4 separate regions of the Sus scrofa genome follow, and all the other regions are linked to region 1. The links are chromatin contacts, called in public HiChIP or PLAC-seq maps. All regions are on one chromosome and are shown on one strand. The core of a region is the stretch at or near the end of the contact, and the rest is flanking DNA. Distances in the headings are between cores, read along the strand shown.

Region 1 (7,971 bases), core at 2,557-5,056:
GTGTCACAGAATAAATTTACGTTATTTTAAGCCACCACGTTTGTGGAGATTTGTACAACAGCAATAGGAAACTAATATGATCTGTCACCTCACAGTTCTAAAATGCCCGAGAAGCAAGCAGGGAGCACCTACTCATGGTGGAAGGTTAGCAGAAGGTGATGAGGAGAAACATGGGAAGAAGGAAGCCCTGGAGAAGGAAAGGGAAAGGCAGGGAAGCGGCACAGGGCTGGGAGTCTGATGTGGGCTGGCTTCCCCTTAGGCCACCCATAAAAGCCACTACCTAATGTTGACCCAGAAACTGACTAGGGGATTAGGGTCCAGCAGAATGGACACTGGTCTGAGGATCCAAAGGGTTAGGCACTGAAGACATGAGAGTCCAGAGTTCAGTTAACTTCACTTTCCTCCAAGTTCATGCTCTGTAATTTTGTCATGGTGACTTTAAGGCAAGAATCTGGGCAAGTCAGAGCCAAGAGAAGGCTAACCAACCGCCTAGGATGGAGGGACCCAGCAATGCAAGGCTTTTAAGACTGAGAGTCCCAGGTGCACCAGGATGACTTGGTCACCTTAGCTTATAGCCTACAGAGGTTTGTCCAACCAGGATAGGAGCTACACCTGTGACATAACACCACCAAAATGTAAAAAGGCACGCACTCAGGAAGAGGCTGAGAGGCTGGAAGAGAGACAAGCCCCGTGATCCGAGATGGTGGAGGTCCCCATGGGAGACTTCGGTCAGAGGATAAGGAGCAGTGCTGAGTGCTGGCCAGATCCCAGGGCTGTGATGGAGCCACAGGCCAGGGTCTTAAGAAGCTCACCCTTTTGGACCATGAAGACATCAGAGATGGGACAGGGCTTAGGGTCAAAAGGAAGGCTCAGGCCGTGTGCCCAAGTCCTTAAGAAATGAGGGAGCCTGGCTAGGGAGTCAGAAGTCAGCAGCGTGGAGGGGAGAGGAGGGAGGTCAGTTGAATGGTCAGAGCCTCAAAGGAGCAAGGGCTTTACAAGGGAGTGGAAGAGAAGCAGTCTGGAAGATGAAGAGGGAATAAAGAGGACCATGATCACATGACTTCTGATCTTTCCAAATGAAAAAATTCTGGCATATGCAGGTGGGGATAAATCCTTTCACTGTGGGTTCAAATTTTGGCCCTGGCCTCTGAGGTCCCTGCACTCTCGGCAGGACAAGTGTTCCCTGTTGAAAAGCTGTGCCTTGACTATCTTTCTGCCTTAAGACAATTTACCAATTCACAGAGAAGACTGAAAAATATCCTAATGGGCAGCCTATACTGTTGAGTAAGAGATTTTTCTGGAGAAGGCCCTCTGCCTTGAGCACTAAGGGGTTTGGCAAAAAAGGTGAAGTGAGGCTGGGCTGGAGCTCTGGCTGGCGGGGCTGGAATCCTTGTTCCACTACTTCCTAGCTGGGATCCTTCACCAAGTCCTTTCACCTCTGTTGCTTCAGTTTCCTCATCTGTAAAATGGACAAATCAGAGAAGCTACCTCAAGACCATGCTTGCAGTATAGGCATTATTGTCTTCAGAGGGTAGGGGTTTGCAAAGGGAAATGGGGCAGACCCATTATCCATTCCCTACTACTCCCTACTTTGTTGGGTGCCCAGCTCACTTCTCCCTTTCTCAGCCTCTTCTGCTGTAGCCATGTGACCTAGTTTTGGCCAGTGGAGTGCAAACAAATCTGTTAGGGAGAAAGGAGGTTAATGGGGGGGGGGGTTCTGAACAGGAGAAACAGGCAGGTGCTCACATTCCCTCTTCTTACAGTCCTGGAGGCAGAGGTAATATTTGGCGCTGTGGCAGTTATACTATAATCATGGGGCAAATGCCAGTGCTCTCAGGCAGTGGAGAAAAGAGAAGTTCCTCATGGCACACTGGGTAACTGAACCAAAGCTGGTGATGGCTAACCCTTGTTTCTTGTTAAGCAAGCTGGGAAATTTTTTTCCTAACTACTTTACTTGGGGGTTATAACTAATTGTAGCTGAACACATTTCTAAGTGATATAGGGGTTGAATCTGCCTCCTATTTAAAGGAGTCTCCTATAAAAGCACAGCACACTTGAGATTCAGGTCACCTGCTTCTATTAAGTGATTTTTCAAAGAAAGGAATCAGGTGCTAAAGGACCTAGCATGAACCCCATTTTTCTTTCCAAAACAGAATATAGAGGGGTGGTACCAAACAGGAAAGCAAAAAACATAATGTATAAGTGTGACTGAGGGCACCACAGGGAGGCCATGCTCAGTAAAGGGGATCTGCCTCTTTCAGGGCTGAAAAGGAAGCAGATAAAGCCACCCCCTCCCCAAACCTGGCCTAAGCCAGAGCTCTGCTGAGGATGAACCATCCCCACACAGTACAAGGAAGCTGATCCCACCGAGTCATGTAACCTGGCTATTTAATTGCTCACTCATAAAAAAATCACAGAGCCTGTTCTGAATTACGGTCTTGGTCAGTAATGCACATTTATTTAAGATTGCTACTGCTTTTTTATGCCAACCACACCACATCCATCCATCCAAAAGCTTTTTAAACAGCCTTAAACGAACTAAATGTTTCTCTTTCCCTATCTGGCCCTCCATTCTCAAGGAGAGGGAGCAGATTGAAAAAGTGAGCTTTTAAATCAGAGTCTGGTTTCTTGCAAAAGCAAAACTGAGAAATGACGGAGAAAGCCAAATGATTATAAAACAAAACAGTAGTTGACCCTAGGCCGCGTCCGCAAGGGCTCACTGTGCATGCCTCCAATGAAAACCCCCTCCACCCTGTTCCGCTTGAGAAGGGCATGAATGCAACCAGTTTTCATCTTCCAGGCAGGTGATGACGGAAACTGGTCCTACGATCCTTGGCAGGAGGGCAGCGGCCAGAGGCTGCTGCCACCCGGTTCCCCCTGCCCACAGGCGGGCTGGTCTCCGCTAGCGGTCTGGGGCTCTAGGAGGTGCCCAGGGCCTGCGAGGGTCGGGCTCGAGCCCCCTACCGGCGCGTCCCAGCGCTGGGCCGCTACCCAAGCCTATTCTGATGCTCCGGCACTGGGGCCCTCATCCAGGCCATGGCGCGGGCCTGGCTCCAGCCCGGGGCCCAGGCCGCCACCCTCCATCCTCTTCCTCACCAACTCCCCATCCCCCGAGGGAGCCGGAGCCAGTCTTGTTTCCTCCGCCCGCCCCTCGGCGCGCAGCCCCCGCCCCGGCCCGCACTCACGCTCCACGTCGTGCAGCTTGGCCCGCTCCTCCTCCAGTTTGCCCTTGAGGCTCTCGGCCTCGCTCTTGAGCGACGCCAGCGTCTCGTTCTCATGCAGCCCGTCGGTTGCCATCTTCGCGCGGGGACGCGGCGGGCAGGGAAACCGGGATGCGAGTTAGCGGGCGACGGAGGCCCGTGCGGCGAGCGGGCGCCGAGCCGCCAGCGGCGCAGCTCCAGCCGCCTCCCGGAGCGCGCCCCGCCCTCCCGCGCTGACGCTGGCAGCTGCGAGCCGGGCGGCGGCGGCGGCGGCAGGTCGCCCTCCCGCCTCACCTTCGCCTGCCGCGCTAGCGGGCCCTTGTGCTCCCTCCGCGCCCCGGGTCCCCGGCCGCGCGCCCCTGCGCGTTGCCCCGGAGAGGCTCGCTTGATGCGCACTTAGGGCCAAGCTGGGATTTAAACCAGGGACTGCCCGGCCTTTGGGAGTTTGGCGAAGTCGCAGGAACACAGCCCTTCCAACACCCCTTTCCCTCACTCGCCGCCCAGATCTCCTCTCCTTGGGACTTTAGACGCTGCCCAGTGGCTTCGTATGGCAGAGAGCGGACGGGAGAGGAGAGGACGAGGGGCCCTGGCTCTCACCATTGGTACCCTGTCTGAACCTCGGTAGCTCTGATGCTCCCCCTACAACAAACCGTAAACTTTCCTTTTTTGTTGGCTTAAATATACAAAGATAAAGCTAATTCTGGCTTCTGAGAAGCTCTGGAGTCTTTGCCCCTTCTTGCTTTTGCTTTTCCTTTTTTCACCCGTGAATTAAGTCCCTGGCCTGGGGGCTCATGAGGACGTGGTGTTGGGGGCAGGGACACACAGGGCCCAGACTCAAGGCTTCTGAGCACCGTGTCCAGTGATCTCAGGTCACTTCTGAGGCAGCACCTCACCTTACAATGAAGGGTTGCTACGATTCCCTCGAGGAAGTAAATGAGTGACTTTGTGGCAAAAAGAGTATGTGCTCTTTCCAATTCCTTATAATAGCAGGCACTGTTCAGGTGCTTTACGTGAATAACTCACAATAGCCACCCTGAATGGGCACTATTATCACCCCCATTTTATAAATGAAAAAGATTAAATGATTTGCCTGCCTCACACTCTTAGAAACAGTTTCAGAGTTCTTAGAAAAAGTTAAACACACAGGCTTTGTCTAGATCAGACTGCCTGTGAGTAAATCCTGGTTGTGCTGTGTGGCCTTGAGCGGCTTACTTGACTTTTCTGTGTCTCAGGCTCCTCCTCTGTAAATCGGGATAACATCTTCCTCAGAGGGTTTTCATTCAGAGGGGATGCATGGCACACAGTATATGCTCCTGGTTATTAAGGCTGCCTGGTACACTTGAGCAATTTCACAGGAAGTAATTTAAATGAGACACTAGGTCATGGGGGACACTTCTCACAAGGGTCATCTCAAAAGGCCTGGGAAAAGCAGCATCCTCTCATCACCTCCTCAGGCTGGTGCTCCGTGGACCACCATGGTATGTGTGTGCCTTGCCTGAGGGTCTGCCTGTTTATGAGGACCTGGGGTGGGTGGAGCTTCATACTGGTGTGTGCCATCCTCTGAAGAGTCTCTGTTTAAGATAACCCCCAAATATCCTCCAACCTGGAGAGTTTGCCATCCAGAGACAAGGCCATGTAACTTTTTTTAATGGCTGGCAAAGCTTGTGAAGTGCCTTTCTGTACTTTGGTGTTCACTGTTTTTACAAGTGAGACAGCTGAAAGTCAGAAAAGTTGAATCTACATATCAGTAGTGGTGGAGTTATAGGGTTGCCACCATGCATAAAAAGTGTCCACTGGGGGCTGTCTACAAAACTCCAAACACCTGGATTAAAAATTTAGCTGCCAGCCATTTGGATGTTTCTGCAGCCAGAGGAATCTGTCCAAGTATTTGGGAGCATCAAGTGCTTGCAGTGGTGCAGCATCAAGTGCTGGCAACAGTCTCAAAGGAACATCTCCATCCAGGGTTCTGACCTGGAAAGAATCTGTGAAGCTGCAGAGGACCTGACATCTGGGAATCTGGGCTTCTTCTGTCCATAGAGGAAGTTGTTTAAAAAGAGAAGAGCTGGATTAATAAATAACATTGCTCTAGGATGGCAGAGCCATTACAAAGCAGGTTTATTTTAAGAACTGGATGTCCTCAGTTTGCAATTTGCAGATCCAAGTTTAGAACATATGTAGATGCCTGTTACACTGAGCCTGAATCCTGTGACATCAGGATTTCTAGGCTGTACCAAAATCTGTGTACTACCTGAAGCTGCTTACTTGCCATTTGCTTTACAGGAATAATCTTTTTTTTAATGTGATCACTGTCTGGGGTTAGAGTGGAACCAGAAGGATGAATATGGTCATTCCTCTTCAGTTGGATAAGATATAAATGTTACCTTTCCTCCCTTTGGTTTGTGATTTTTTTGTTTTTTAATTGTGTTGATAATGACAAATATCTGGATGAGCTTGTTGGAAAGAGTGCTCTACCACTTGTGACCAGGTGGGGGCTCCTCTCAGACATACCACTGCTCACAGATTTGCAAATCCTCTGAGACAGGATTCCTTCCTAGAGCCTCAGCCATGCTGTGGACATTTCTACTGTAAGATCTGAAGCCTGTGCAAAGCCATCTCTGGTGAGGACTGATTTGTGTTCAGTCCCTACTCTCGCTTAAGGCTTAGGTCCAAGGAGCACTCTTCCTTGAGCTTGATTTTGCTCACGACTGAGTCCTGTATGGTTCTGTCTTTGACAAAGCTGTTCCCTTTGGGAAGGTGCTCCCAGGCTATTTGTTTATTTAACAGAGTCCCTTTTAGTTTGGTTTCTTGCCAAACAGACTAGGAGAAGACAGAAGAAAAAAGCAGTAGCTCTAAAAAAAAATAATAAGCCAAAACATTTATCGAGTACTTCCTCTGCTGTGACTTTATCAAGTAACACTTTACCAAATAAACTTATTTTTGTTCCTCCCCAAACCCTGAGATAGATGCCGTTATTGTTTTATGTTTTGTTTTGCTTTGTTTTTACAGATGGGAAGACAGACCTCTTGGGAGAGGTGAGATCCATTGTCACAAGGCCCCCCGAGGAACATAACTGGGAGTTGAACCCAGGATGTCAGAGTCCAGAGTCCATATCCTAAACCTCCACACTATACTTTCTCACTCAGCCTGGGTGTGCTGCAAATGTCTGTGTATGTTAACTGATTCTATGGTAACTTATCTGTCACAAAATCCATACATTAGACATTGTTTAAAGATAGGTAACAACTTAAATTTTTAAAAAGTAGTACTTACAATTTCTGCACATACTGAACAATAGCTGAGCTGTTGAGATTTCTTGAAAACTGGTCTTAGAGCCCGTTGTTTGAAACATTTGTCACAGGAGCCAAATACATTAACTAGAAAGGTCTGATCACACATCTTTTACTTAGGGTGAAGCTGAAAAAGAGAGCAAAAAGGGATGTATGTGTGTGTGTTTATGAGAAAAACCAAGAGAAATAGCTTAAAAAAAAAAACCCTCATCTCCCTTTTATTATGGTTGTTGCTCAGACCTCTACATGCAGAATAAAGTCTATGCAGTTAATTTGTAACTTTTGATTTATTACAACATGATGGGTCAACACCAGCTGATTATTTAATCAGTAAGAAAATGTCAAACAGTAGGTTTTCTGAATTGGCATGTAGTTTAACCATTTCACCGTAGTTTGCAGATATGGACACAATTAATCTTTGTAGCACAGTATTAATCCCATGGGGCCTCAAAATGAAAACGTAGTTGTAATGTATTCTATAATTAAAAACTTCAGGAGTTCCCCTTGTGGCTCAGAGGTAACAAACCTGACTAGCATTCTTTTGGGTTCAATCCCTGGCCTTGCTCAGTGGGTTAAGGATCTGGTGTTGCTGTAAGTTGTGGTGTACGTTGCAGACATGGCTCGGATCCCACGTTGCTGTGGGGTAGGCTGGCAGCTGCAGCTCCAATTCGACCGCTAGTCTGGGCATATGCTACAGGTGTGGCCCTAAAAAGACAAAAAAATATCCAACCGCAGCAGTCAGGGTTGCTGCAGAGGCATGGACTTGATCCCCAGCCTGGTGGCATAGGTCACAGCTGCACCTTGGATTCAATTCCTGACCTGGGAACTTCCATACTCCAAGAGTGGGGCCATAAAAAATTCCTCCTCTTGGGGTGAACTTTTGGAGCAAAGGCAAGAATCAGAAAATGGCAGAGCCTGACCCCAATCAATGCCATGAGGCCAATCAAGTGTGGTGTTGGTTCCCTGCAAGGAACACATCTCACCTATGAAATATTTGACAGTCACAGACCTAGCAGTCACTACATGTCCACCCGGAAGTCAACAGACAGGCCCAGACCACTGAAGGGAGAGCAACCTTGAGGAAACAAAATCATCCAGTGCTAAGGGTGGGGCTCTGGCTGATGGGATGCTGCCCCCCACTACTTAGGCAAGTTACTTGACCTCTGTGAATCTTTGTTAGCCAATCTGTCAAATGTGGATCTTAAAATCTCCTATTGTAGGATGGTAGGGAATTAGGAGAGTTGTATAGGAAGCATTTCCCTCAAAGCTGGAATATAGTGAGTGCTCTTCCTCAGAAGTTATGCTGCCCTGAGAGTGGCTGCAATAGCTGTAGCAGCAGGGGGAGGGAGAGGGTACTGAGGCTAGAGATGAGGAAAGTACAGAGAGGAGCTTATGGCCACAGTTTAGATGCAAGGAAGGCCTGAACTAAGTAATGCTGTGGGATGCATTTGGACCATGCTTACAAAAGTGGAGCAGGACTTTGT
Region 2 (7,971 bases), core at 2,666-5,165, 590 kb before region 1:
TGCTGTGGCTGTGGTGTACGCTGGCAGCTGTAGCTCCAATTCACCTCTAGCATGGGAACCTCCATATGCCGCTAGTACGGCCCTAAAAAGACAAAAACGAAAAAAACAAACAACAACAACAAAAAAACAACTGTTTACTGCCAAAACACAAGTGAAAACCATCATGGCACACATGCTGGAACTAAAAGCACACACATCACTGGGATTGTACACTACACACCGCACCACCATGTCAACACAGCAGAGATCATGCCTTGGCGACAGAGACAGGCAGTCTTTCACTGCCCAGCTGATGACACCACTATCACCCATCACCCACCTGGCACAGTGCAACATATATAACAGAGTGGTTTCCAACTACAAAGTCACAAACACTTCAAAATTCTTTGAGAACAATTCTTTTTCAAAAAATGTTGTTTATAGACTCTGGAATAAATGATCTACCCTATTTTGAAAAGGTCCTCAGGTTATCACTGGCTAGTCCAAGACAGTCTTTCTTCCACACTGGCCACATCAAGGCCTTCCACACATACGCACACACCCTTCAGAACAACCACTCTGACAGGAAAGAAACATACTACAGACAAAAGCCCACCAGATGAGAAGTCACAAGATCTCCATTCCAGTCCCGGCTGGTCCCCTTCTTAGTCATCTGATCCAGAACTAAAGTTTTTCATCTGATTGGTATATAAAACAAATGGCATGCTCTACGTAAAGGAGCTTTACTTTAATTTCATTTTTACTCTACTAACATAGGCATTCAAATAATTGTTATCTGGTTCCTCGATACTTGAAAACAGCTTCTCCCTCTTTTTTTTTTTTTTTTTCTTTGAGAAGCTCTGTTCTTCATAGAGTCCAAAAGGTCATTTCTAGTTCAAGGCAAAATTATAACTAGATCACTGCACTCAAAAACTGTTATTAAAATAAGATAGTGTGCAACACAGGTTTGTAAACGCCAAAGGGCCAAAATAATCAGTGTCACAGTCAGACATCCTAAACCAAGTAAATTCTGAGTCCTATTTGGGAAAACAAAAAACAAGGATTCTCTTGTTGCAACATAAAAATGTGGGCTAGAGTAAGAAAACTAGTATGTCAATAGGAGAGGGGCCAAGACGAGGAATACATGTGATCAAATATAAAGTCAAAGATGGCATAAGAATATCTGACAAGTTTAAATTTCACAACACAGCTATTAGGAATAACTACATATTCTTGAGTCAAGAATGATAATGGTGACTTACACAACTTTGTAAGTCAACTATACTCCAATAAATTTATTTTTTAAAAAAAGAAATGGGAGTTCCCGTCATGGCACAGTGGTTAACAAATCCAACTAGGAACCACGAGCTTGCAGGTTCGATCCCTGGCCTTGCTCAGTGGGTTAAGGATCCAACATTGCCATCAACTGTGATGCAGGTCACAGATGTGGCTCAGATCCTGCATTGCTGTGGCTCTGGCGTAGGCCAGCAGCTACAGCTCAGATTCAACCCCTAGCCTGGGAAACTCCATGTGCTGCACATGCAGCCCTGAAAAGACCAAAAAAAAAAAAAAGAATGAGATGATGAAATGGTATTTAAAGATTATTATACCCACAGCTGTGTGGAGGATGAATTGACATGATGAGAGACATCAGGAAAACCAGTTTGAAAGCTTTTTGTTTGTTGTTCTGGTTTTGGCTGTACTCTCAGCATACGTTCCTAGACTAGGGGTTGACCCTGAGCCGCATCTATGACCTACGCCAGAGTTGCAGCATCGCTGGATCCTTAATCCACTAGGTTGGGGGATTGAACCGGCAACCTCACAGAGACAAGCCGGATCATTAACCCACTGTGCCACAGCAAGAACTCTCCAGTTTGAAAGTTTTTAATATTAAGTAATACAAATAAGGTTCTACAATAAGGTGGTAACTAAGGACACGAAAAGGAGTAAATCTGATAGACAATGCAGAGAGTCAAATAGATTTGGTACAGGTTGAAAGAGGGAAGTGGAAAAAAGATTTGAAAATGATTCCAAAAACTTGGTCACGGGAGGCCTACAGCAGAAACACACCTTCGCACCACTAATGGTTCTCACGCTCGCTTTTGCAGACTGCAGCTGAACCTGTTTAGCTCTATATGCTAGCCTCACAGTGAGACACTACTTCACTTTAGATGGAAACAGAAAACTACCACCACGGTAGTGTGCCAATACCCCACAAGCCAAGATCTTGGATTCGTTTCTTGATGGAAAAAGCCTGCTCTTATAACCCTTGGGAACTTTCTCCCTGCCCACACAACTAGGGGAGAGAAAAATTTCTCTATGCCCCCAGAACTGTCTAAATATGTGAAGCCCAAGCTCAATACTATATGGATCTTTTAGGTTACAAGTACACAAAACACAGATGACACCACTGATAGGTGTAACCATGTAAGTCAGGCAAATTTTATTTTTTAAGGGTTCATCCTAAACTGGTACAAAGCCAAGTTGATTATATTTAAAATTAAAATAGCCAGAAAACAATCTTATAAGTTTATTTCTAGTGTATCACAATGATAGATAAATTCTGTTCCAGGATGCATTGTGCTACATAATGATTCTGCACTTTTGCAGGAGCTTTTCTTATTTCTGCAGCTTTAAAAACATGCTGCTGAAAAGCAGACATCAGATCAAAGTGTTTCCCTTGTCTACAAAGCATATCATTATGCTATTTCCAATTTAATCAAGCAGAATAGTCATTAATAATAATGTGTACTTAATGGCTATCTCATTGTCTACAGTTCCTCCTAAGATGGATCATATATAAATTTAATACAAAAAAGAAACTCATGTTAACCCACGGGAGTTTATCTATGGGTAAAAAAGCCCTAGGGCTTGGTTTGAATTGGTTATACCAACAACACTCCATTCTCAAAAGGACTAATCTATCCAAGCTCGGTGAGAAACAAGTCTACTACATCTAGATTTTTAAGAGGTTATAACATATAATGGTTTACATACACTTCAGCCACACAAACAAGAAAAACAGCGTCATAAAATGTTCACATTGTCTTATCTTAAAAACAAACAGACCAGCCTACCGTGCATACAGAATAACATATTATCTAGGAAGGTTACCAAACCGTGATCTCGTGATAATTAAGAGCTCTCCAGGCCACTGTCAATCTAACCGTTTCATTCTAAATTTCTTGGGGGCAGAGAACAGATTTTTTTTTTTTTTTCCTTGTTGAAATGGAGATTCTGCATATCAGGAGATAGAAAGGGTCGGGCTTAGAGCGACAGGCTCCAGCGGCTCCTCGCTGCGCTAACACAGCGGGAGCCAGGTGCAGCATCGCCTCCACGCAGACAAGTCTCTTCACCCGCAAGCCAAGAGCAGGTGCGTAACGAAACTGACGCTCTGGGGTTTCAGCGGTTGCAACCACCTTCCTCTACCGCAGAACCAGGGCCATCCTGGGAGAGGAACCTTCTAGTCCAGTCACCCCCTGGGCCCATTTGCTGAGGGCAGTGCGGTGGATTCCTAATCCTTTCCCCTAACGGGTAATTTCCTACAGCAGCCACAGGACTCACGGTCCCACGGCCCGCCCCCCAAATCAAAAGGCACGCGGGTGGGGCCCACCAACACCCACCTCTCAACCTCCCGGGGAGCCGTGGGCCCGGGACAGAGGGTCTCTGCCCCTCAGGCTCCCGCACACCACTCACCGTGAAGGGGACATCCCCAACGCTGCCCACAGAGTAGCAGTTGTCTCCAGGGTTGACAGCTCCGGTGAGGACCTGATGCAGATGCATCTCCGGAGCCCGGGCTGGTCAGGGAAATGCGCGAGAGGCGCAGCGAGCCCTGCGCCCGGCCCTCCTCCGGCCGCGAGAGTGCTTCCCGCTCCGCCTCCCTCCTGACCCACCCCGCCGCGGCTCCGGCTTAAGGCCTCGCCCCTCTCTCTCCTTCCCCCCGCCTTGTCTCTGCCATGGGAGCCCTTCGACGCCTCTGCCCCGCTTGGACCGCCGCTCGGCTGCGGAAATGCCCGGATGCTCCCACTGCCTGCTGCACCGGCGCACAAATGCGGGAGGAGGGCAAGGGTGCGGGGGGGGGGGGTGGCCCGGAGGAGCGCGCGAGCCGGGCGCGTGCTGGAAGGGACGCTCCGCCCGAGGGAGCTGGGCGGTGCGCGCGTTCACCCTCAGGGGAGCGCCGGTCGAATGGAAGGGTAAGCCCCTCCCCCCGCTGCTAAACCCTTAGCTCAGTTTTTCTCCCCAGACCCCTTGTTTGCGCGTGCGCGCGCAGTGGTTTCCAGGGCAATTGCGCGTGCGGCGCGGATCCCTGTCCCGGGATTGCGCGCGCAGACGTGCGGGAGTTCCCCTGGAGCTTCCCGGCTGCGGCCGCTGGGGGCGGTCTCGTGGGTGGCACCCGGGCGGAGGCGACTCCCCACAGAGCTGTAGTCCCATTCTGGGGTTGCACCGAGAGTCCGTTTTGCTGAGTCTTTAGTGCATTACCAAGTACACTACGTGATGATCAGTGCTTGACCTCAGGAAGACACTCGGATATTCCATCTCAGGAGACGTTAGATCCCTTGGGGCTTTTTAAAAGTAGAATGCTTAAGATATTTTATGTAAATAGTAAATGCATCTTGCAACTGTTTAGAGGAGCCATACTTCCCTGACAGCAAATTACTTTGTTCCCACCTTTGTCACGGTTGGTCTACAGAGCGAAAGAGCACCCTGGAACGAGTAACTCCTTTAGACTTTTTTCACGCGTGGTGTCATAGATTCTTGCAGAATCGCGTGATTTTGCCAGAAGGTCTGCTAACACGGACCAGATCTCTTCTCCAGTTCAATTTGTCACAAGGTTTTGAGTCTATACCATGTGTGATTAAGTCACTGGGGCAGGAAGTAGAAAGAACCAAGGTGCAACTGTCTCTAAAACCAGGCAGAAGGCCAGAGGATTTTGTGTCTCAGTCTTAGGAATGAGACACAAAAGTCTATGCAACCACAGAAAAGGAAGAATACGTTTGACCAAAGTGATGGGTAAAGTGTTACGGAGAGGCTGACAAAACGCTGAGTCCAATTTTGGCAGGCTGAGATGAAGAAGAAAAACTGCCTTCAAATAGAGGAAATAGCCTAAGTTAAGGCTTAGAAATGTAAAATGACAGGATGTGTTAGAGGAGCAAAGATTACATTAATGTTTAAGGCTGAAGATTTGCAGGGTGGGGAAAGGAAATGGTAATTAACAGGAGATAAATGTATCTAAGAGATAGCTTGTGGCCAGCCTGAACAGGTAGTCTTGAATACTCTACTAAGAATCTAAGAGTTCATTCTGCCTGCAGTGGGGATCCATCAGATGTTTCTGAGCAGAAGTACATAGAATCAGTTGCCTTGGGAAGGTGACTGGTATCACTGTGAAGGGCAATTAGAAGGGTGGGGGAAATTGGCAGCAAAGACCTAGCAGAAGTTAGTGAAAGGAGGAATGAAAAATAATTCCCAATGACATTTCCATTCGGCATAACTCTTTACCCAGTTACCCAAACTAGAAACTGTAGAGCCAGTTTTGGACCTGTTTTCTCTCTTGTCCATATACAGGGATCCCTTTTTGAGGTCCCTAATTCATGCCCTTCATCTCCTCTACCTCCTTTACCTTTGTTTCAGACCTCATCATTTTTCACGGAATTATCTTAAAAGCTCCTAACTGGTTTGACTGCCTTCCATCTCCTTGCTCTCAGATCCAACCACAGCTCTGCAGCCTGAGAAACCTTTTTAAGGGAGAAATTCCTCTGCTTAAAACCTCCATTCCCTACAGCTTCTGCCCTAATCATCCTACTTTACCTCAGGCTGTCCCCTCACACCCACTAGCTCCAACCCCTCAGAGCTATTTGCTGTCTCTAGGGCATACTGTGTTCTTTCTTTCTTTTCTTTTTTTTTTTTTTCTTTTTTTCTTTTTGGCAACACCCACAGCTTGTGGAAGTTCCCAGGCCAGGGATCGAACCCATTCCACAGCATCCACTCCTGCCACAGCAGTGACAATGAAGGATCCTTAACCTAATGAGCCACCAGAGAGCTCCCATACTGTGTTCTTTTAAGCTTCCATGTCTCAATTCATGCTCTTTGCTCCATCTGGAATGCCCTCTTTCCCCTTGTTGACCTGACAAACTACAATTTAGTCTAAAAGTCACCTATTCAGTAAAACCTTTCTTGTCTATCCCCAAATACCTTGAGGCTTCTTCCTCTTGAAACACACATATCACATAGCAATCTAAGTGTTGGTTTGTGTCTGTTTCTTCTACTAGAGTCTTAGATATTTCAAGTTAGGATTTATTTTCTCTGTGTCCCTGATGCCTGAATCAGTACTTCATTTGCACTGCCATACAAGATTTCAATGTAAGAGCCCCCAATTTTCTAAGAAAAATTTATAGGGTAAAAAAGTACCTGTCATTATATATGTATTTATTTATTTATGTGTGTGAAAGTATTTAAATGATTTTCAGTGGTTTTGTGGAGGGAAGTATTACCTACTCATGTTATTATAGTATGTTATGTATGGTACATTGGATTCTAGGACATCACATGTTCTGTATATTTAATTGTACACTACTACCCATTAGTAAAGGTACTAAGCTACATAGCTTTAAAAAATAGTGAAAATATCAGACAGTAAAATGCACAGACACACACACACACAAAAAAAAATGAAGCCACATACCAGGCATAAAGTACCATAAAGGCAAATAATGGTGCTGCATCTTGGTACTCGAAACTAAAAAGCATGCCATAGTATCAAATAAATAAGAGATAATTCCTATATGTAAAGTATATATCAGTAAGAATTGGTATAAAGCAATTAAATACAACAAATTTAAATAAATTCCTTTACAAGAAGGTTGAATACACAGACATTTGCATAAAAAACTGAAACAAAATGTACAGCAAATTAATAGATTTGAAGACATTCGAACATCATGTTCATACATAAAGGCAAATATTTTATAAAACATTAATACACATTGAATAATGGGACAGTGGGAGTTCCCATCATGGCTTAGAAGAAATGAATCTGACTAGCATCCATGAGGATGCAGGTTCAATCCCTGGCCTTGCTCAGTGGATTAAGGATCTGGCGATGCTGTGACTGTAATGTAGGCCAGTGGCTACAGCTCCAGTTCTACCCCTAGCCTGGGAACCTCCAAATGCTGTAGGTGTGGCCCTAAAAAGACAAAAAAAAAACAAAAAAACAAAAAAAAACTGAATAACAGGAAAATGAATACATGTTATAGAAATTAGTGTTTTAGTGAATATACCAAGAAATGAACACTGTTTCTAAATGTCATAAAGATTTTAATCTTCACTTCCAAAACTTAAAGAAATATTTTCAAAGCTTGAAAACCATTGCTACTACTGGATTTTAGACAAATCTCTTAATCCTCAACTGTTGCTACATTAGAAAGTGAGTCAAAACCATTATCAAATAAAAAATTGTACTCAGATTTTCAAGAACATTTTTAATTCCACGTTATTGAAACCGTTTCAAAATCGGCACTTGTTTTACAACATTCCATGAAGCTTTGGCCCATTCACACAGCTGTGAATTAGAGGCCTCTTTCTTCTTCCTTTTGGTATCAACTCAAAATCTGAAGCCTGTATCCACTTGCTCCTCTCTTCCCTTATGAATCCTTTAAATGATGTTTTTTGGCCAGTCCCGAAGCATGCAAGTTCCACGGCTAGGGATCAAGCCTGCCCCACAGCAGTGACAATGCTGGATCCTTAACCCACTGAGCCACCTGGGAACTCCTTAAATGACTTCTTGATAACAACATCTCAAAGTAGCAACTGGCTAGTTAAGTTTCCTAAGATTATAGCTGAGTGTTTTGTTGTTCAATTTGACCAACCAGAACTCATGCCAGGAGTTCCTGTTGTGGAACAGTGGAAACGAATCTGACAAGGAACCATGAGGTTGCATGTTTGATCCCTGGCCTTGTTTAGTGGGTTAAGGATCCAGAATTGCGATGAGCTGTGGTG
Region 3 (7,971 bases), core at 1,839-4,338, 580 kb after region 1:
TCCTCCACCTTTTTTTGGCCCCTTACTTTTTTTTTAACAGCCTGATTTACTCTGAGGTAACTTAGCACTTGAGGAAGGAGCTTATCCTTGCCAGCAGCTGCCCAGTGTCCCATGATCACCATGACAGGGGGCAGAGCTGACTGTGTTAAGAATGGTGCAAAGGCTCCACCTTTCCTAGAACAGAAGAAATGGTCAAGACCACTTTAAGGTGACTCCTTCCTGTAAGACACAAGCTCACAGAACAAATAATTTATTCTATAAAATGCAGGAAATTATTTAGCATTTGGAGTAAATTAGGAGCATTTGTCAACTGTGAGAAACAAAGTAGAACTTCAACCTGGATTTGTCATCACTGCTCTTGATTTGTCCCTTATGGGGTTAGGGCTGAGGTATGGACCAAGCAGAGCAGGTGTGAAGTAGACGGGGCTGGATGGGGACCAGAACCAGGAGTGGGGTCAGGGTAGGACTGTGAGTCAAAAACTGGAAACAGATTCATTTCTCAAGAGAAAGCAGGGGTGTTTCTTGAGTTCTTTTATGTCAATTTCTTCTATGCCATTTTAGACCACACATTTCTGACTTTCAAGATTTTAAAGATAGAATTATAAGGAGACTCCCATCCATAAAATTAACTGGTTAAGTAAGTAGGTTTTGTGATTCATGAGATTAAGATAAATGTGCCTTAATTGAGCAGTACCAGCTGATATATGTATGATACATTATGAATATATGGTTGTCATTTTTCCCATTCAGCTTTTCTATGCACGTTATAAAAATACATATGGACTCAGGTTTAACCTGAATCTCTAACTTTTAGATATAACTTCCAGGTTACAGGAAAGTCAAGGGATGAACAAACAAGCCAAACTACAACCAGAGGAAGTCATCAGACACACCAAGGAGGCAGGCTTTCTTCAGGTCACCTGACCCCAGGCTCCAGTCAGTCAGTAGCAGAGAAAATGGAACGCCGTAGATCAAAAGACAATAGGCATATATCCAGACAAAACTCTAATTAAAAAAGACACATACACCCGCATGTTCATTGCAGCACTATTCACAATAACCAAGACATGGAATCAACCTAAATGTCTACAGATAGATGATTGGATAAAGAAGATGTGGTGTATATATACACAATGAATACTACTCAGCCATAAAAAAGAATGACATAATGCCATTTGCAGCAACATGGATGGAACTAGAGACTCTCATACTGAGTGAAGTAATTCAGAAAGAGAAAGACAAATACCATATGATATCACTTATATCTGGAATCTAATATAGGGCACAAATGAACCTTTCCACAGAAAAGAAAATCATGGACTTGGAGAACAGACTTGTGGTTGCCAAGGGGGAAAGGGAGGGAGTGGGAGGGACTGGGAGCTTGGGGTAAATAGGTGCAGAATGTTGCCTTCGGGATGGATTAGCAATGGGATCCTGGTGTGTAGCACTGGGAACTCTGTGTAGTCAATTATGATGGAACACATAATGTGAGAAAAAAGAATGTATGCATGTACGTGTAACTGAGTCACCATGCTGTACAATAGAAAAAATATATATATAAATAAATGATAAAAAAGATCAATTAAAAAAAAGATAATAGGGACACAAAAGCAAGTGCAATGTGGGATCTTATTACTGGATCCTAATTTAGACAATCCACTACAAAGGACATTTAATTTTTTTAATTTTATCATTTTATTTGAAGTATAGTTGCTTTACAATGTTGTGTTAGCACGTGGTGATTTATTTTTATGTATATATTACTTTTCAGATTCCTGAGAAATTGAATTTTAACTGGGAATTATCTATTAAGGAAAATAATTACATAATTTAATTTTTTTGGTTAAATGTGAAACTGTTCTTCTGATTATATAAAAGTTGTGGGTTTTTTTTTTTTTTTTTTTGCTTCTTGGGGCCACACACTAGGCTTATGGAAGTTCCCAGCCTAGGGGTTGAATCTGAGCTGCAGCTATTGGCCTGTGCCACAGCCACAGCAATGCCAGATTCAAGCCATGTCTGCAACCTACACCACAGCTCATGCCAACGCCAGATCCTTAACCCACTGAGTGAGGCCAGAGATTGGACCTACATCCTCATGGATACTAGTCAGATTTGTTTCCACTGTGCCACAACAGGAACTTCCTAAAAAGTTATTTTTAAAAGATGTCTATGGGAGTTCCAGTCCTGGCTCAGTGGTTAACAAACCCGACTAGCATTAATGAGGATGCATGTTGGATCCCTTGCCTTGCTCAATGGGTTAAGGATCCGGCATTGCCATGAGCTGGGGTGTGGGTCAAAGACACGGCTGGGATCTCTCGTAGTTGGCTGTGGCTGTGGTGTAGGCCAGTGACTACAGCTCCGATTGGACCCCTACCTTGGGAACCTACATATGCCCCGGGTGTGGTGCTAAAAAGACAAAAAGATTAAAAAAAAAAAAAAAAGTCTGTGGTGCAGTGGGTTAATGATTCTGCTTTCTCTCTGTGGAGGCACCAGTTCAATCCTGGGCCAGGGCAGTGAGTTAAGGATCCGTCATTGCCATAGCTGTGGTGTAGGTTGCAGCTCTGGCTTGGATATTACCCCTGGTCCAGGATCTGTCATATGCCACAGGGCAGCAAAAAAAAAAAAAAAAAAAAAAAAAAAAAAGTCTTGGGATAGCCCTTAATGGAAGGTAATATAAGAAAAGTAATGCATATATATGTATAACTGGGTCACTTTGCTGTATAGCAGAAATTGGCACAACATTATAAACCAACTCTATGTTTAAAAAAATTTTTTTTAATGTCAACTGAAGTTAAAAAACAAACTGTGTTTTCTGTTTGTTTCTCCCAGAACTTGGAGTTCTTAAAATGAAGGTTACCAGATGAGGGTAGGGTAACAGGGCTGGGCTATATTTTCATTTTCGTTCTGGTTAAAACAAGTGTTTTGGCAACTGAGAGTGGGGTGTGTTTGCAGCCATGCATGGCTCTTTCCTGAGTTGCCTCTTTGTGGGGGTTGAGTCCTTGTATTAAGTTTTGCATGGTCAGCAGAGCACCATGTGTTATGTAAAGCCAGGGATTCTTGCATCACAGTCGTCAGGCCCTCTTACCCACATCCTGTCACATTCAGCTGCAGATGTGGCAAGAGGCTCCAAGGCAGCACAAAAGGTCTGGGACTGTAACCTGTGCTTTGGGCCTCAGTGTATTCTGGGTAAAAGTGAACTTCGGGGACTCAGTGTTGGAGGGAAGGCAAGTTGTGTGGGACTTCAGTATACCCAAAGCAGACAGACCATGGGATCATGTCTGACCTTTCTCAGGAGGAGCCGAGGAGAAGAGCCGCCTGTGTACTGGGCCCTCCAGCTCCCTCAAGGCTGATTTGGACTAGACCTTGAGATGTCCGCAGAGATAGCAGCCCTCAGTGGCCCCCACAGGGGCTGGACCAGAAACTCAAGAACAGCTCCTATTGGAAATGATTCTTTTTATTTTAATTTTATTAAAGTATAGTTGATTTATAATGTGTTAATTTCTGCCTTACAGAGAAGTGATTCAGTTACACACATACATATAGCCATTTTCATATAGGTTATCCCAGAATATTGAGTAAAGTTCACTGTGCTATACAGTGGGTCTCCAATGACCATCCATTCAATACACAATAGTGTGCATATGCCAATCCCAAACCCCCAACCCATCTTTCAACCCACCTGTCCCCTTCAGTAACCACAAGTTTTGTTTTTGTTTTTCTATTTGTTTTTAGCTATGCCTGGGGCATTGTGGATGTCTGGCCAGGGACTGAACTGGCACTACAGCAGCAACCCAAACCACGGCAGTGACAACGCACCATAAGGGAACTCCAGAATATAACATTATTAAAATACACATATTATGTCTTAACTACTATGGGGAGGGTTCACCTTAGCTGGCACAACTCAGCTTCACTGTGGAATCCTTGGTGCCCAGGGCCAGAAATCATCCCCTCCCTGTCACTGGAGTCAACTCCTTCACAAAAGGCAGGGGCTTAGGACAGGTTTCTGCCCTGTGGAGGGAGGACTTGGTCTCCTCAAAGTCTTGGCTTGAAGTTCTGATGCTTGCTGGCTATGGTTTTTTATTTTTTATTTTTATTTATTTTTTGTCTTATATGCCATATATTCCATATGCTGCATCCGAGGCATATGGAAGTTCCCAGGCTAGGGGTTTAATCAAAGCTACAGCTGCCAGCCTATGCCACAGCTACAGCAACACCAGGTCCAAGCTGCGTCTGTGACCCACACCACAGCTCATGGCAACGCTGGATCCTTAACCCACTGAGAAAGGTCAGGGATCAAACCTGCATTCTCATGGATACTAGTCAGGTTCATTACTGCTGAGCCATGACGGGAACTTCCTGGCTCTGGTCTTTTAAATAAATCTCCTGATGGACTGGGTTTCAGCAACTACCAAAGATGGCTGAGATACTGAGGTCAGGTATTAGACTTACATGGGAGAAATTCTTGGGTTTGGGAGAGAAGACAGCAGAAAAAAAGAGAAATGAGTGTTCTTTCCAGGCTGCCCATTCTCAGAAAAACCAATAAGAAATTAGATAACAGTCTTATTTTATTAAACTTTTATACTATTAATGATTTATAGCTTCTTTGTATCATTCTTTAAAAGTCTCACAAAAGTCACCCATTGTTATCCTTTCAAGAGTGTGGCATTGGCACCTGGTGGAAACAGTGCTCCTTCCTGAGGCCCTAGGCTGTGGTGGGAGAAGGGTGGGGATAGGGTGGGGTAGGTTATTTTGCCTCCAAGCCTTACATCACTGTTTACAAGTTCTTTCCTCCATGCCTCATCACTTAAGTGCCCATAAAAATGGCATCACCCTATAGTGACTGTACATTAAATAATGACAATGTCACCTTTATCCCCATGTGCAGAATTTCTCATTGTTTCACCTCCCTCTTCTCAATCTCCTCTTTCTTCCTGGGTTTTGCTGATGAGAAACTGGTCAAGTGCTGCCACCCACTGGAAGAACTGTGGCATGGAAAATGTTAAAACCTAGGATTTCCAAGACAAGGTGCTTTGTTGTAAATCACTGGGCTGCTTGCTGCCTTTCACATTATTCCTTTCGCAACCTATAAAGCAAAGGGGCCCACAATTTACTTTCAAAGAAAATTGAATCTGGATATAGTTTTTTAAATCAAATATTTAAAAGTTTTTATGTTGAAATAATTTTAGACTCGGAGAAGAGTTGCACAAATAGTACAGGGGGTTCTGTTTACCCTTTACCCATCTGCCCCTAATTTACACATTTTACATAACCATAGTGCAATTATTGAAAGCAGGAAATTAACATTCATACAATACTTTAAGCTACTCTACAGACCTCAATTGAATTTTGAGTATTTTCCCACTAATATTTTTCTTGTCCAGAATCCAGCTCACATTGTCATGCCTCCTGAGTATCCTCCAATAGTGAAAATTCTTCAGTCTTTCTTGACCTTAACTCTCTTGAAGATACTGCTCAATTAATTTTTTTAACTTTGGTTTCATGTTAGCATATGGTGAGTTTGTTATCCTTACTTTATTTACTTGTTTATTTATTTTTTCCTTATATGGCCGTATCTGCAGCATATGGAAGTTCCTATGCTAGGGGTTGAATCAGAGCTGCAGCTGCCGGTCTACACCACAGCCAAAGCAACACCAGATCTGAGCAGCATTTATAGCCTACACCGTAGCTTTCAGCAATGCCAGATCCTTAACCCCACTAAGCGAAGCCAGGGATTGAACCTGCATCCTCATGGAGACTATGTCATGTTCTTGACTTGTTGAGCCATAACAGGAACTCCAGGACACCCTCCTTAGAGAACAATTTGGCAATTCCTCAAACTGTAAGTCATAGAGTTACCATTTGATCCAGCAATTCTATTAGTAGGTATATATTCAGAAGAACTGAAGACATATGTTCACACGAAAGCCTTTACACAAGTGCTCATAGTAGCATTAATCATAACAGCCAAAAAGTGGGAAGAACCCAAATATTCAGTAACTGAATAAATGGATAAACAACCTGTGGTATGTCCATATATTGAACTGTTATTCAGCATGCAGATATAAAAAGAATTGATACATGCTATGACATGGACAGACTTAAAAAATGGTATACTAAGTGGTAAAACCAGACACAAAAGGCCAAATATTGTATAATTCTACTTATATAAAATGTCCAGAACAGGTAAGTCTACAGAAAGAGAAAGTGGGTTAGTGGTTGCCAGGGCCCAGGGGAAAGGGGAAATGGCAGTGACTACTAATGGGTATGGGATTTCTTTGGGGGGGGTGATAAAAATGTTCTAAAATTAGATACTGGTGGTGGTTGTACAACCCTGTGAATATGCAAAAAAAAACCCCACTGAATTATATTATATAAAAGGATAAATTTTATGTGACATATCAATAATTGTTTATTTTTTAAATAATGAGGCGTGTCGAAGGGCACAAGAACAGACTTAATGAAAGCTCCCAAAGGCCTCAAGTGGGACAATGGAAACTATAAAATAAATAATGAGATTATTGGATTATAATCCATATAATAAAATAAATATCCATGATTTCATAGTAATATAAAGGCAAAAATGAATAAATAAATAAATGGGAGGAAAGGACAACCCTTCCCTATAGTAGAATTCCAATTAAAATATATGGAGGGGGAGATGGAAATAGATAATTTCCTTTAAGGAAATGCCTCAGTAATAAGTGTTGTAGGCAACAACTGGTGAAGGCTAAAATCAGTAGGTGAAAGAATGAGGAGAAATAGGACGTGTGCAAAAATCTCAAAGTATCTCCCCAAAGGGGAAAATAGTAACTTTATAGCAGAGAAACCTGACAACTATGAGATCAACATTAGCATCACTGTAAGTAAAACATATAACATCAAATACCCCACCCAAAATATATTTCTTCAATCTAATCATGAGAAAGTATTAGACAAACTGAAGAACACTATACAAAACTAACCAAGCAGGGAGCTCCCTTAACCCGCTCAGGCATGAAGGAACTCCGTGTTATTGTCTTTTTTTATTATAGCCATCCTAGTGGGCATGAAATAACAGTTCTTTGTAGGTGAGATTTGCCTTTCCCTAATGACTAAATGATGCTGAGAATATTTTCATGTGCTTATCTGCTCTGCCATTTGTAGATCATATTTTAATTAGATCATATTTAATTTCTTTCAATGATGAGTTGCAGTTTTCAATGTACAAGTCTCGCACTTTTGTTAAATTTATTCCTAAGTATTTTATTCTTTTTGATGTTAATATAAATGGAACTCTTTTCTTAATTTCATTTTTAGACTATTCATTGCTAGTGCATAGAAATACAATTGATTTTTGTATAATGACCTTGTACCCTGCAAACTTGCTGAATTTGCTTATTACTTCTACTAATTTTTTGTAGATCCTTTAGAATTTTCTAAATACAAATCATGTCATCAGTGAATATAGTTTTACTTCTTCCTTTCCAGTCTGGATGCCTTTTTATTTCTTTTTCTTCCTTAATTGCTCTAGCTAGAACCTCTAGTACAATTTTGAATAGAAGTGATGATAGTGTATGTCCTTGTCTTGTCCCTGATCTTAGGAGGAGGAAAACATTCAGTCTTTTGCTATCAAGTATGTTAGCTATGAGTTTTTCACAGATGCATTTTGTTAGGTTGAGGAAGTTCCCTTCTATTTCTACCTTCTTGAGAGTTTTTATCATGAGAAGGTGTTGGATTTTATCAAATGCTTTTGCACGACCATTAAGATGCTCGTGTGGATTTTGTTCCTTATTGTGTGAATATGGTATATTACATTAATCGATATTCAGATGTTAAATCAACCTTGCATGCTCAGGATAAACCCCACTCAATCATGGCATATCATCCTTTTTATAGTTTGCTGAATTTGGTTTGCTGGTTTGCCATGGTGTGCAAAATCATCCCTGGTTAAAAATCACTGCTGAGGGAAAAACTAAACTATCTTTCTTT
Region 4 (7,971 bases), core at 4,011-6,510, 550 kb after region 1:
GGCCACAGCCACAGCCACAGCCACGCAGGATCTGAGTCATCGGCGACCTACACCATAGCTCACGGCAACACTAGATCCTTAACCCACTGAACGAAGCCAGGGATGGAACCCAAGTCCTCATGGATGCTAGTCAGGTTTGCTAACCACTGAGCCATGACGGGAACTCCCAGAGGTTCATCTATTTGACACACTGTGCTGGGTGATGATGAGGACAAGGTGGCAACAGAGAGCCCAGGCTGTTCCTTCACTTCAAAACCAAGTGGGGAGACAGACCTTGTCACCAGAGAGTGATGACCCAGAGTGGGCGAAGCAGGTCAGGAACCCAGAAGGGCGAAAGAGGCAGAAAAAATTCTATATACATAGTGAGAATGGCACAATGTGCACTCATTAACTGTACCAATCAGATTCAGAACATTTAAGATTTTGACACCAAAGACACAGGTTCCAAAAGAAAAAACAGAGAAACTGGACTTCATGAAAATTTTTAAAATTTCGTGTATCAAAAGATACTACCTAAAGAGTAAAAAGGCAACCCACAGAGTAGGAGAAAATATTTGTAAACCATATATCTGATAACAGATTAATATCCCAAATATATAGAAAATTCCTAAAACTCAACAAGAATAAAAAAATCAAACAACCCAGTTCAAAAACAGGCAAAGACCTTAATGGACATTTCTCCAAAGATACGCAAATGGCCTATAAGCACATGAAAAGATGCTCAATGTCAAAAATAATTAGGGAAATGCAAATCGAAACTACAAGATATCACCTCACACCCATTAGGATGACTGCTATCAAAAAAAGAGAAAGCAGGCATTCCCCCTGTGGCACAGAGGGTTAAGAATCCAACTGCAGTGGCTCAGGTCACGGCAGAGACGTGGGTTTGATCCCTGGCCCAATACAGTGGGTTAAAGGATTTAGCATTGCTGCAGGTGGGGGGTAGGTTACAGCTGCAGCTCAGATTCCATCCCTAGCCCAGGAACTTCCAAATGCCACAGGTGCAGCCATAAAAAGAGAGAAAGAACAACAGGTTTTGGTGAAGATGTAGAAAAATTGGAAACTTGTGCACTGTTGGCGGGAAGGTAAAATGGCTTAGCCCCTGTAAAAAGCACTATCCCAGTTTCTCAAACAAATAAAAATAGAATTACCGTATGATTTAGCAATTCCACTTTTTTTTTTTTTTTTTTTTTTTGGTCTTTTTAGGGCCACGCACACAACCTAGGGAAGTTCCCAGACTAGGGGTCAAATCAGAGCTGCAGCTGCCAGCCTATGCCACAGCCACAGCAACAGAGGATCTGAGCTGTGTCTGCAACCTACACCACAGCTCATAGCAACGCTGGATCTTTAACTCACTGAGTGAGGCCAGGGATCAAACCTGTGTCCTCATGGATGCTAGTCAGATTCATTACCTCTGAGACACATGGGATCTCCTAGCAATTATACTCCTGAGTGTATACTCAAAAGAATTGAAACCAAAGTCTGGAAAATAACAGTATTATTCACAATAGCTAAAACTTGGAAGCAATGCAAGTATCCATCAATGGGTGAACAGATAAGCAAAATATGGTACACACATACACACAGTGGACTAGTACTCAGCTTTAAAAAGGAAAGAAATTCTGCAATATGAAACAACCTTGATGATATTATGCTGAGTTAAATAAGCTAGTCACAAAAAGTAAATACCATATGATTCCACTAAGAGGAACTACAGTAGACAAAAATCATAAAGACAGAGTATAGTGGTGGTTACCAGGGACTCAGGGGAGGAGAAAAGGGTGTTGTTATTTAATAGTTATTGGGTTTCAGTTTTATAAGATGACAGACTTATGGAGATGGATGAGGGTGATGGTTGCACAACAATGTGAATGTATGTAACACTACTAAATTATATACTTAAAAATGGTTAAGATGATAAATTGTATATTATATTTTACCATAACTTTAAAAAGGAAGAACTAGGAGTTCCCGTCGTGGCGCAGTGGTTAACGAATCCGACTAGGAACCATGAGGTTGTGGGTTCGGTCCCTGCCCTTGCTCAGTGGGTTAACGATCCGGTGTTGCCGTGAGCTGTGGTGTAGGTTGCAGACGCGGCTCGGATCCCGAGTTGCTGTGGCTCTGGCGTAGGCTGGCGGCTACAGCTCCGATTCAACCCCTAGCCTGGGAACCTCCATATGCTGCGGGAGCGGCCCAAGAAATAGCAACAACAACAACAAAAAGACAAAAGACAAAAAACAAAAAAACAAAAAAACAAAAAAAAAACAGACTGAGGAACTATTCCAGATTAAAGGAGGCTAGAAACATGATAAGATCTTATATGGTGGGAGAAATATTATTTGGACAATGGACAAGACTCGAATATAGACTGTATATTAAATAAAATTATTTTATCAATATTAAATTTCTGGAATGTGTCAACTATATTGTGGTTATGTAAAAGAATACCCCTGTTCTTAGGAAATACACACTGAAGGAGCATGCTATTTGCCACCTGTTCTCAATGGCTCAAAAAAAGAAAAATAGTAAAGCAGTAGCAGGGCTGCGTGAAGGAGGGAAAGAAGAGAAAGAATGATACAACAAATGTGGCAAATGTTAAAAAAACTGGTGAATCTGGGTATAGGGTGCACAGGAGTTCTCTGTACTATGCTTACAATGTTTCAGTAAATAAATGCTTAATACAAGTGTATTGGTTATTGTTAAATTCATTGCCTTTGGTACATGAGCCCCTGAGAGCAGTTGTGCTTTGGATAGCCAGGAAAGTCCTAGTCCCTTATCTACACTATCTCTTTGTCACAGAAACCTTGGCAGCACAGAGTGGAACCACAGGAGACTTAAGGATGTTTTCTAGAACTTGAAGAAAGGAGTGTAGGAGTTCCTGTCGTGGCTCAGCGGTTAACGAACCCCACTAGCATCCATGAGGACTCAGGTTCAATCCCTGGCCTTGCTCAATCGGTTAAGGATCCAGGTTGCCGTGAGCTGTTATGTAAATCGAAGACTCAGCTCAGATCATTTGCTGTGGCTGAGGAAGGAGGGAGGGAAAGAACAAAGAAAGAAAAAAAGAAAGAAGCATAGTTACTCTGGGAAAATTCTAGTGAATATTAATTTAGGACAGTAGTAAATAAGAGAAAGCGAAACATGAAAAAAAAAAAAGGCGGAAAGGTTAATCCCTCACAGTGAAGATGGGGTCCTGTTCAGCAGCTTTGGGGGAACTATGACTCTCCAACCAGCACCTTTTCCTGTCATTCGCATGCCCCAACTCTTCTTTCTCAGAAAAGGGAGAGAAGGGAGGAAGGGGACTTTCATTCTGTTTCTGAAAGGAAAATCAGGTACAGTTTCAGAGACTTGAGAGTGAGAGTCCCTTCCTGATTCCCACCCTTCACCCAAAGTAAACATCTCACAGGAGTCTTAATCCTTTAAACTGAGAGCAATAAAGTCTTCAAATGCAAATAACTGGCCAGAGTAGCACAAACATGGAAATGCACTCATGCTACAATGTAATCAGTTTATGAATCGGTACAATCCACAATTTTAAAGGACTAAGAAAAAACTAGGAATAGATTTTCTTGTTTTGGAAAAGAGACGTATTAAGAAAATGAAAAAGAAGTTTCTGGGATGTAAAGAGAAGGGGGAAAAGAGGAAAGGAGAGGTCTTGACTACCTTTATAATTTGCTGGAAAGCTTATCCTAGGAGTCCCAGGAACAAAAACACTTGATGGAGTCACTGCTATTAAACTGCAGGATGCTGAGTTTCCTGCTTTCATGATTTATGAAGCCTGCTTATCAGACGGACTTTATAACACATTGCCGGTTTTGGAGGATTTTGTGAATCAAGATATCAGTGTTAAATTAAAGCACTTTGCCTCCATTTTTAATCTGTAAAGTGGGAATAGTTTTATTTGTAAAATCTACCTCATAAAATTGTTGGAATTGAAGAGAGTTTCTGTTGAACTGCTCTAGGAAAAAAATAATACAGCACCGATCTAAAATTGTAAAACTTCTTTTTTGCCTTTTTTTTTTTTTTTTTTTAGGGCCGAACCCACAGCATATGGAGGTTCCCAAGCTAGGGGTCGAATCAGAGCTGTAGCCGCCAGCCTTCAGCAAAGCCAGATCCGAACCGCGTCTATGACCTACACCACAGCTCATGGCAACGCCAGATCCTTAACCCACTGAGCGAGGCCAGGGATAGAACCCAAAAACCTCATGGTTCCTAGTCAGATTCGTTTCTGCTGGGCCATGATGAGAACGCCAAAAATTATACAATTTTTTTTTTTCTATTCTAACGGGCCTGAACAAATTCTCCTCGAGCCTCCTACCTTAACTCATTCACCCCCTCATTCACTCCATTGTTCATGGGGAGTTAATTGTTTCACTCACAGGTTATGAGAGACTTCTCCCTTCCTGTCTGGTAAAATGAGGTTTCTTGGCTGACCAGTGGTCACAGACTCAAATCCTCCAGGGCCCTGACCAGGTACCACAGTTCCTCAAGCTGGCTGATCCAAGGCGAACCTTAAGAGGTCATGAAGACTGGGCCAATGGCCACAGCAGGCCCTGCCTGAACCCCTTCATATATAAAACATAGCCAGGGAAGTATGGTTGGTTTTGCCCGCTCTAGATTAGAGGGAGTCAAATTCCCTTTTAGCTCCCAAATCCTATGATTGACGATTTTGAAATTTCACATTTGGCACGGTAACTGGCCCAGAGCCCCTTTTCCCAGTGTTTATTAACTTGCATGGCTCCTGCTGGTCATCTATCATTGCAAAATTATTGGCCTTTACGTAGTAGAGTGGTTACTATTGAATGAGAAGTTCACAAAATAGTTTCACGTATTTGTGGAACTTTGCCCCAAAGCTCAAATTCTGCTGTCTCCCCAAAAGGACTAAGCTACAAATTACAAAACGACGTTACAGATTATTTTTCCCTTTGCCCTTTTAACAAAAAATATATTCAGATCCTTTCCACCCTTCCAAAGATTTGCGCCCAATTTCCACTTTATCTCCTTTGAATAGCTCAGATAACTCATCTCATTGATTACAAATCCCTTCATCTTGCCTAGTCTCTTCAACCGCTTCACCCCCACAGCTCCTCATCTCTAATCTGTTTACACCCATCCCCGTTCACACTCCCCACTTTCTCCAGACACATACCTACTTGGTCTTGTTCACAGAGGCCAGAGTGTTCCCTGCCACAGAAGATAAGATGAGGATCTTGGCGTCTGGAGTGAGTAACAGCCGCCTAGGTGCCTGCTTCAGATGTAAATAGGCAGAGGGCGGAGTCTGTGGGAGGGGAAACCAGAGGGAAGTTCATCAGAGAAGCTGGGAGCTCTGGCTCTTAGATGGTCACAGCCTACTAGCCCCACATAGCTTTGTGGTTAAGGCCTAATTCCCACTGTTTCAGTCTGATTCTTCCAACCTACAGGAAAGCAGCTCGGGATGTGTCTTATTGCTATAATGATAATGACAATTCTGTCATTGATATCTGCTCCACAAGAACTCAGAACTCCAAATTTCTAGTGTGAGGAAGTTATATTGCTAACAGCTGATCTCAAAGATAGGCAGCATCGAGGTCAGGTGTCCTAAAGTTCAGAGGCCTGGTGTGAGAGTTAGCATCTGGGAGATTGCAGCTGTAACTAGCAAAGTTTCTGTTCCTGTTGTAAGTGTTTCTATACGTTATTTTAGGTCCATGAGGGACAGGCCTGGGCCCATAAGATCCTTTGACTTTAGTTAACAGCTTGCTATCCTGCAGCTCCTAAAATCAATAATCTCTTTTACGACCTACAAAAAGATTCTCCCTCCTCTGCCCCTGCCAGCATCTCAGCTTTATCCTCTACCCTGTGACCATCTTCCACTATGCTCCAGCTATACCATGTTCTCAAGGTACCATACCCCTTAAACAAGCCAAACAAGTTCTGCCTCAGGACCTTTGCACTTTCTCCTTTAGGAGAAGTCACAACCAATAATTTTGTTGGAACCCTCTAGTTTCCCCCAGGCTCCCATATCTCCCCTTGCTCATTTCTTTTACCTGTCAGGCCCCTGAAGTTTTTTGATTTATGAGCCCTGCTTCTAGACATTGACTGGGACATGCTAAGAGTTTTAGTATTCCCCCTGGAAGTGTTCTGTTAAATGAACTATAATTTGGGGAAATTCAAATGCTAAAATGCTGGTGATATGAGTACCAGTCCAAAAATCTTCAATACAAAGGGATCCAAGATGATAAGATTATAAATATCAAATGCTAAAGATTTATAAAGTAAAAGTTTTTTAGTATGTTCTCTTGAATTTCCTCAGCAGGAACAAATTTTATCCATTGGGAATTATTTAGTTACTGTTACTGCCTAACAAACCACCCTGAAACTTAGATACCTAAAATAGAGTTGTCCCTCATTATCCAAAGGGGTTGAATTGAGGATACCAAAATCCATGGATGCTCAAGTCTCATATAATGTGGCACAGTACTTGCATATAACCTACACACATCCTCTGTATACTTTAAATCATCTCTATATTACTTATAATACCTACAACAATGTAAATACCATGTAAATAGTTGCCACCATGGGGCAAATTCAAGTTTTGCTTTTTGGAATTCTATGGAATTTTTTTCTGCATATATTTGATCTGTGTTGGTTACATCTGAGATGCCAATTTTATTATACTTATGGATTCTGTGGGTTAGGGATTCTGACTGGGTAGACAGGACAGTTCGACTTTGTGATTCTGTCTTCAGCTGGGAAGAAGGCCTAGGTGATTCAATGGCTGAAGGTTGGAATCAAATGGAAACATTGTCACTCACATGTCTGGCAGTTGATGTGGGCCATTGGCTAGGCACGCCTCACGTGTCCTCTCGGCGTGGTCTCTGCAGGGGCATGTTTTTCTCTAGAGATCAAGGCAGAAGTACACAGCATTTTTATGATCCAGCTCAAGGTCCCATGGCAAGAAAAGCATGTGGGATGGGATTATTGTAGGTGTCTTTGGAACATACAATCTGCCACAGTGGTGGATTTGACCTCAAAAATAGCTCGGAGTTCCTGTCATGGCTCAGTGGAAACATATCTAATATTCATAAGGATGCAGGTTCAATCCCTGGACTTGCTCAGTGGGTTAAAGATCCAGCATTGCTGTGAGGTGTGGTGTAGGTCAAAGGTGCAGCTCAGATCTGGTATTGCTGTTGCTGTGGCATAGGCCAGCAGCTACAGCTCCGATTCAACCCCTAGCCTGGGAACCTCCATAAGCCGTGCGTGCAGCACTAAAAAGACAAACAAAGCAAAGATAGCTCAAAGTAATTAGGAGTTAGGTTTGACAAAAAATATTGAAGAATGAAGCTGTTTTTAGATTCAAAAATGAATATGACTATAAATAATAATAAATAATTTCCTTCTGCGCATCACATTCTGTCCAGAATTCATGTTCAAAAGACCAGTTTTGGGAGTTCCCCATGTGGCTCAGTGGGTTAAGAATCTAACTAGTATCCAAGAGGATGTAGGTTTGATCCCTGGCCTTGTTCAGTGGGTTAAGGATCTGGCACTGTGGCATAGGTCACAGAGGCAACTCAGATCCAGCATTGCTACGGCTGTGGCATAGGCCGGCAGCTGCAGCTCTAATTTAACCCCTAGCCTGGGAACTTCTATATGCCATAGGTACAGCCCGAAAAAGAAAAAGAAAAAAAAAAAAAGGGGGACCACTTCTTGAATTTTTAAAACAACCAGCAATTTTTAAAACAACCGGTGACCATGGTGGGTTTTGTTGGTTGTTGCATTAAGATATCGTATCCGGAGTTCCCGTCGTGGCGCAGTGGTTAACGAATCCGACTAGGAACCATGAGGTTGCGGGTTCGGTCCCTGCCCTTGCTCAGTGGGTTAACGGTTAACGATCCGGCGTTGCCGTGAGCTGTGGTGTAGGTTGCAGACACGGCTCGGATCCTGCGTTGCTGTGGCTCTGGTGTAGGCCTGGGGCTACAGCTCCGATTCGACCCC

What was found. HiChIP or PLAC-seq counts read pairs in DNA pulled down with a chosen protein or histone mark.
Region 2: a contact with region 1 is called in an H3K27ac HiChIP or PLAC-seq map of alveolar macrophages. The contact joins the promoter of DMXL2 here to the promoter of GNB5 in region 1. A contact is called at or near these places in 1 of 5 promoter capture datasets (liver) and 2 of 2 datasets of contacts at active chromatin or transcription factors (alveolar macrophages and skeletal muscle).
Region 3: a contact with region 1 is called in an H3K27ac HiChIP or PLAC-seq map of alveolar macrophages. The contact joins the enhancer-like site here to the promoter of GNB5 in region 1. A contact is called at or near these places in 8 of 47 Hi-C or Micro-C datasets (embryonic fibroblasts, heart right ventricle, liver and 4 more) and 2 of 2 datasets of contacts at active chromatin or transcription factors (alveolar macrophages and skeletal muscle).
Region 4: an H3K27ac HiChIP or PLAC-seq map of alveolar macrophages shows a contact between it and region 1. The contact joins the promoter of FAM214A here to the promoter of GNB5 in region 1. A contact is called at or near these places in 1 of 5 promoter capture datasets (liver) and 1 of 2 datasets of contacts at active chromatin or transcription factors (alveolar macrophages).

The regions. Positions count from the first base shown.
Region 1 is chr1:119,541,217-119,549,187 of Sscrofa11.1, reverse strand. GNB5 (guanine nucleotide-binding protein subunit beta-5) reads right to left here and starts at 3,806. Exons shown (of 11, transcript XM_001924730.4): 1 at 3,186-3,806. The coding sequence starts at 3,297.
Region 2 is chr1:120,134,193-120,142,163 of Sscrofa11.1, reverse strand. DMXL2 (dmX-like protein 2) reads right to left here and starts at 3,915. Exons shown (of 42, transcript XM_021095456.1): 1 at 3,676-3,915. The coding sequence starts at 3,762.
Region 3 is chr1:118,965,353-118,973,323 of Sscrofa11.1, reverse strand. No RefSeq gene overlaps it. Among named protein-coding and RNA genes, the nearest start is that of FAM214A, 25 kb to the left of the region's middle. Within about 2 kb of position 3,088, at least 28 of the 83 cell types and tissues checked have an H3K27ac peak or open chromatin away from gene starts, as enhancers often do. A contact at or near this core is called in alveolar macrophages, liver, mesenteric adipose tissue and 1 more, where this site is marked.
Region 4 is chr1:118,991,151-118,999,121 of Sscrofa11.1, reverse strand. FAM214A (protein FAM214A) reads right to left here and starts at 5,260. Exons shown (of 13, transcript XM_021095179.1): 1 at 5,147-5,260.